Regions from separate parts of the Drosophila melanogaster genome. Here region 1 is linked to region 2. A link is a contact called in public HiChIP or PLAC-seq data. All regions are on one chromosome and are shown on one strand. The core of a region is the stretch at or near the end of the contact, and the rest is flanking DNA. Distances in the headings are between cores, read along the strand shown.

Evidence for each region. HiChIP or PLAC-seq counts read pairs in DNA pulled down with a chosen protein or histone mark.
Region 1: a contact with region 2 is called in an H3K27ac HiChIP or PLAC-seq map of the Kc167 cell line, with 10 times the contacts expected there. The contact joins the promoter of lncRNA:CR46090 here to the promoter of Pex11c in region 2. A contact is called at or near these places in 1 of 1 datasets of contacts at CTCF or cohesin (the Kc167 cell line), 6 of 107 Hi-C or Micro-C datasets (the Kc167 cell line and the S2 cell line) and 3 of 6 datasets of contacts at active chromatin or transcription factors (all in the Kc167 cell line).

Annotation. Positions count from the first base shown.
Region 1 is chr3R:23,331,658-23,335,169 of dm6, reverse strand. lncRNA:CR46090 (long non-coding RNA:CR46090) reads left to right here and starts at 1,367. Exons shown (of 1, transcript NR_133438.1): 1 at 1,367-1,666. All of the region lies in intron 3 of pnt (pointed), which reads left to right.
Region 2 is chr3R:23,256,267-23,259,631 of dm6, reverse strand. It overlaps Pex11c (Peroxin 11c), which reads right to left and starts at 1,267. Exons shown (of 4, transcript NM_142880.3): 1 at 1,086-1,267. The coding sequence starts at 1,154. It overlaps wda (will decrease acetylation), which reads left to right and starts at 1,545. Exons shown (of 5, transcript NM_142879.3): 1 at 1,545-1,791; 2 at 1,852-3,146; 3 at 3,224-3,365. The coding sequence starts at 1,633.

The DNA of each region.
Region 1 (3,512 bases), core at 118-2,617, 75 kb before region 2:
AGATACACTTGGCATAAGGGTCGCCCTGAAATCTAAATGTACTTAAAATGCATAAAACCTTGGGAAATCGTTTATTAAAAATATAATAACGTAATCATATTGTACGTTTAAAACCATTTCGGACTCCTGCAATTGGAATGACTAAAACAGTGCAAAAACAATTTTTTCTTAGCAGAAATAAAAAAAATCCTTTTTTTGCAAGTGTATGCAAAAGGCTGCCCTTATTTTAATTATACGCGCACACAGATACAAAAGTACACTCACGCACGCACACTCACACGCCGTAATCATCTCTCATTAATCATAAACTTTGAAAATAACAAGAAACAAAACGAAACGAAATGAACCAAACGAAACAATAAATAAAGCAAATTATATTTTCGCTTATTAAATATGTGCGCTATGATTTGTATAAAAAGTAGAAAAAATATACAAATTCTCTTCACAAGGAGAGTGGGAGAGTGAGAGATCGGGAGAGCCTAACGTTGACGCTGGCAGCGACGTTGACTGCGCGAGCCCCACAACTTTCATTCATTTTGCTGCTCATTTCATTCATCCCCGCGCTGTCGACGTCGCTGCCGGCGCCGCTGCTCCCCAGCGCTCTCCCGCTCTCAAATTGGGGCTCCCGCTCTCCAAGAAACACGTTCGTTTTCATTCATACTCGCCAGGCAGCAAAAAACAACAAAACTAGTTGGTTCTCGAATAATAAAACGAAGAAAAAAAAACAAAACGCAAAGACAACCAAAAAAGAATTAAAATGCAGTTGATGAATGGGGGAATGGAAATGGAATTGGGAATGGGAGTGGGGATAAGAGCCAGCGACGAGTGGATCTTGTTGCCGCTGTCTCCCCTTCTTCCACGGCCATTTGTTGTTGTTGTGGTTGCTTCCTCTGTCATTGGGGCTTGATGTTTGTTTCCTTCCTTTTTTGCGTGTGCCTGCATTGCCCCGTCGCCCCCTCCCCTCCTCCACTCCACCAGTGCTCCTCTTCCTTCTTCCTCTTCTTCTAGGCTTGTTCCTGCAAACCGGCTCTTACTCTTCTTCTTGTTCTCCGGCTTTGTCTTTGGGGCTCCTCTTTTATCGCTGCTCCAGCTTCTCATCTTCTTCTTCTTCTGTCGCTGCCCGTGGGCGCGTCGACTTTGGCTCGAAATCCAACTGCAGTCGTCGTTGCCTTTTTATACCCTGCAGTGTAGTGTAGGGTATTATGGTTTAGTTGGGATTTTGCAACCAAGTCGCTGAAATTCTAAAAAATCTTGAAAACTAACCTTAACTATACTTTTAAGAATGTTTAAACCAAATTCGTATTGAACAAAAGCCTTTGTTTTTCGAAAAATCTAATTGCCAATCTACTATTTTGTTAAATGTTTTAATACCAGCAAGGGTATCTTAACTTCAACTACAAAATGTTCTTCGCCATCCCAGTTTTGTTTTCATTGTTTTTGTGTATTTGCTTTGATTTTTAGCTGTTTGCTCTTGGACCAACTACTTATTTATTCATAATTTGAACTCCCCCCCTTCCCACCATTCCAGGCACCACCCCCTTCCAGACCCCACTCCAACACTCCACTCCACTCCCCTCCTCTTCGCCAACACTCCACGCACAATTTGTGGGCAGCTGCTGCATGTGGAAAAATGGAAAACTGGAAAACGAGTTGCCAACACACACTTGCTCGTGTTTCTGATTTTAAGTTTTTGTTTTAATTTCAGTTTTTTGTTACCTTTCAAATTTCTTGTTCACAGATCTTTTTTCCCGTCTTCTGTGGTTGTCGTTGGTGTTTTTTTTTTGGGGTTTTGGTTTTTTGTTTTTTTAGTTCGTGGAACTGCTGCGTTAACAACTTATGTTGTTGGTGTTGCGGTTGTGCTGCTTCTACAATTTTTCATTCATTCATATTCAGAGGTACATACATACATATATGTACATGTGTGTGTGTGAGTGTGTGTGGATTTGTGCGTTTGTAGTGGGCTATATCGCCTGCTTTATATTTCATATGCACGCCACTTTGTACTCACTTACTATTTGTGATTTTCGTTTTGTTTGCTTATTTTACTTGCCTTTTTATTAATACTTTTTTTTTTTATTTTCCTCTGTCTTGCCTTTTGTCGGGTTTTCGCCTGATTCTGCTTTATTCATTCATAAATTTTGATAGCCCGACGTTGATTTTTGTTGTTGTTTCGCCTGGAATTAATCGCGCGAGAACTTTTTTGATTCATTTGAATTGAGGCCTTTATGACGGTATAATTCGGTGCATTATGGCATTCGTTTTAGCACCAATGATATTTCCATATTTTTTTTTCAATTTTATGCAGCTAATGCTTGGGTAATTAGTATTCGAACTTATTGCTGATTTATGAATGCAAAATTATGAATAAAGTTAGGCTGAGTGTTAAAATTATGCCATTTATTAGTATGGTAATACGAAAAAATTACAATTTTACAATTCAAGTTGTAAATTAAGTCTAGTACATGTACATGTGCCTAATTTCTCTCTGTGTATATATTCAAATATGTAAATAGCTTACAAAAGACATAGAGACTTTATCTAATCACGTTCCCTCAACGTTTCTATTTCCATACCCATTCATTCACGGCGAAAACAATGTTATCAAAACAAAAGCGCGTTCCTCTCTTTCTATTTACACACATATGTATGTACATAAATGTACCCATTTTTTTCTGGCTGTGTAGAACGGATGTGTCTAAATTGAGTGCATCCCATGGACAAATTAGCAGCATTTATTGTAATAGTTGTAGTTGTTGCTTCTTGGGATTTTCCGAGCCGCTATAAAGCCCAGTCCATGGCTAATCAGCACGCTCCGAAATGTTGTAATGCCGCAGAGAAAGGGCGAGCATAAAAAAAGAAGCAGCAGCAGAAGAGTTAATATAGCCATAAACAACTGACCCAGCACAATAATCAGGGTGACAAAACTTATCAGGCAACCCTCTCACGCGTGCGACCTTCAGCAATTTGAACTTTACCAAACGCAAAACTCACTTTCCAATGCTCCAAACAACTTGGAGCTCAAGAAATAACCAATGAGTTGGACGAAGAACAAATATTTGTGGCTGGCTGATAAGAAGTGCTCGTTATCGGTGAAGGTGGGTGTTTTTGGGCGGCAAAGGGCAAAAAGGGGAGGGTGGTGTAGCAGACACTCTAATATTATAATGCACTTAGCCTACACCTTGAAGTATCGGAAACTAAAAAGACACAAGAAGCACTTCTCAATTGTTGGTTACCAAGGTAACAAGATGATAGGGGAATGTAAACTTACACAAATTGGTTGCATTAAATTAACTATTAGGTAAGGGTATTTGCCAGACTGATATATTAAATTGAACATTTCATTAGAGAAAAAGCAGCACAGCAAAATAAATTCTTTTCTTATCAGCTTTCTGTTTAATAATTTCTATTTTGGGATTTGCTTGTGTCGTAAAACTATTGGAATAAATGGAATATCAGTTCCTTATCAAATACACTATGTGCTGCATAAATATGAACATATACATTTAAATAAA
Region 2 (3,365 bases), core at 18-2,517:
AATTCGTTAAGCCGTGTGTTTGCTCTATCACGAGAGTTGGCATCGCTGTTTACCTTTGCCTCTACCTGACCCCAATCGCCAGTCAGCCCTGCAATTTGTGGAATTGCTTGGTTGTCACAAACAGATAAAATACTATCAGCGATAAAAAGAATACAACGAATGCCACAATCATCTCGTGTGATGGCCGCCAGTGGAGTGCTCCTGGTCGTCCGTCCTGGCCGGAATGAGTTGTGGGTGGTTTCATTGTTTACCCATTAATGGTTCAGTTTGCTTGCTTTGCCATCAATGAATTAGTTATGCAATTCGGAGGAATACTAATGTCGCTATACGACTAATTTATGTAAATATCCTATAGTATTTCCAAAGTTCGTGACCACCCCATTCGCTGTTTACAGCCACATAATATATTATATTATATTTTCAAATGGTTATCAAGTATAACAAATTATTTGTTCTAATTAATAAATCTAAAATACTTTGAACAATATTTTATCGTATTCAAGGTTCGATTTTTCTATTAAAATAGAGATACACTATACAAGATTCCCTCTTTGTCTGCACTGTATACACCCCTTGTAGGGGTATATAAACTCGCGATGGTGGAAATGTGTGGATCGCGTGTCTCCTGATGGGCGGCAGTCCAAACAAACCTTTCGTTCATAACGAATTATCCGCTTTATCTGGTAGCGGCTTAAAGGTTTGCCGGCTATAGTATTGAGCATTATCTTGACTCGATCGCCGCCGAACTGCGACTGATAAGCGAAAAGCGAAATACAAAATCCATTGCGAATCAGAAAGAAGTAAGGCAAGGTCCAAACTGCTGTGGCTTCCTTGTTCGAGACCCAAAGACCAATGCCAACATCGATGCAGCAACAACATGGAAACCTGTTGGTTCAGTTTCGATTTCAAGCGAGCCCCTCAATGGACCAGTCCAAAAAGGAAATAGAAACCAGTCAAAATGCCACGATGCATTTTTTTAAATTTGCGCATACGAATTGGGAAAAACACTCGGTTCAAACGTAAACAAACAGGTGTGTTTTCAATTAATTGGAAATTTACTCGGCTGTGCGGCTCTTCTATGTTACCTTATCTCGCCCGCCATAGGAATCGATAATATCACAGAACTCGTTCACAAACTTTGTCGTGGTGCCCATAATGGCTCGTTTTTTGAAGACCAGGTACTGTTTTATATCACGTAAAAACTCGAACTGAGATACCGCAGCGAAAATACAAGAAATTGTCAAGAGCGCTCGGGAATCCAACAACACAAACAGCTGACTTTCTTCAGTGGTGACAATAGCCAAATAAACTAGCTAAGAATAGAGAATATAATAGAGCTAAAAATAAAAAGCTAGTTAATATAAATAAAATATAATATAAATATAAGTTAAAAATGTAAAAATAAATTTAAAATTAAAATATTTCAATATCAATATTGTTATAAAAGAGAAGCCAAATAGCCATCACTGACGAAAACAATTTTGAAAGAACAGCTGTTGCAGCCGCTTAAAATCGATGAATGCACATCGATAGGACAACCCATCTCCGCTGTCAGCACTATAATCGAACGCATATCGGACGCACTGCAGGACGGGATCAGGATACGGAACAAAGCGAGGCTAACACGCAACGATGAGCCTGCCCAGCGCCAGCAACCACGCACATGCTGCATCGCCCGTCTACAGCAACAGCAATAACAACAAGTCGAGCGCGAGCAGCAAAAAGACCTCCTCCAAAAACGATTTGCTACGCTGCGCCGTGGGACTCCTGCTGAAGCAGAAAAACTACGTGGTAAGTGAATAATCTTCAAATATACAATTCCTCAGAGTGTTCAAATATTCAAACCCGTAGAGCAACGAACGATTTCGGCGGTCGGATTTTTTGCTGCTGCAAAACAAACAGCAGTTTGCTGTCAACAAAATGCTGGATACGGATTTGCACGGTGGCAATAGCTTCACCTTTTCAAATGTCCAGGTTATCACCAACAACCAGCACACTGTGGACCAGCAATTTGGTCGGTTTTCGCAGTTCGTGGAGGCCCAGGCCGAACCGCTGCGTCTGGAAATGAAGCGCTTTTATGGACCCATGCTGTGCCACTTCTATCTGGATCTGCTCAAGGCTCGCGAACCGCGTGGCGCTGTGGAGTTGTTGCGCAAATATGCTCACTTGGTGGCCCCCGTGGATATGTACGATGCACCACCACCTACCAAGATCAACGGATGCTCCACTACGGCCAATGAGTCCACTTTTAACATACGCTTCGCAAAGGAAGCCCAGGACACTGGGGACACGGAACTGGACTACTTTATGCGCCTGGTGCAAACCCTGAGTGGCTACACACGGCTGGAGGCAGCAGAGTCCGATGACACAGTGGCCCATTTTCGATCTTCGAAATACGAACTACATACTACAGCCGTAGTTGTTAATAGGATATGCGCTTATCTCCAACGACGGGGCCACGTTTTAATTATGAACCTACTCTACACCTGGTTGCATGTCCATATAGTGGAGAATGAGCAGCGCGCCTTTAGTGAGGATCACCTGCTTGGCTTGACGGATGACCTGGAAGGTGAGGATGGAGAGGACGATGTTGTTTCCAAACCAGCAGTAACCCTTAATACCCGCGGAGACATAAGACCAAGCAAATCCCTCACTGAAAAGTCGAACCGAAAACGACCCGCTGAGGAGCCAAACATTATGCTAGAAACAGACATCAAACAGGAGGTAGAAACGGATGAATCTGCAGAGCTTAGTAAATTACAACTGAATATAGACGCCTGCTTGGACACCCTTAAATCGGCCACTGAACAGATACTCAAGTCTCAGGTGGAGTTGCCGCGATTTCTCAGAATCAGTGAACGTTCTCGGGGCCTCACCTCCGCCCATCTGGATCCCAGTGAGTGCCACATGTTAGCCGGGTTCGACAATTCTGCCGTACAGCTGTGGCAGTTAAACCAGAGCTACTGCCGCGGCAAGAGCTTCTACAGACGCTATCCGCAAAAGCGGTGTCCCTGGGAGCTGAACAATTGCGCGAATCAAGAGGAGGAGACGGATGAGGACAGCAGCGATGAGGATGTCAAGTGCTCTGAGGAGGAGAGACGGGAACGCAACAGGGCGCGACATTGCAAATATGCTGATAACTCCTAGTAAGTTCATCTTCCAGGTTTAGTATTGGTTTTATTTTTCAATTTTTAATCAACTAAAGTTTTTTTTTTCTAATTAGCAACGAATACGGCGGATTTCAGCTGCGAGGTCACACAAAAGGAGTCACCGATGTGCGCTTCTCCGCCCACTACCCACTCATGTATAGTGTGTCCAAAGACGCAACCATGCGGTGCTGGCGTGCCCACAACCTGCATTGCGCC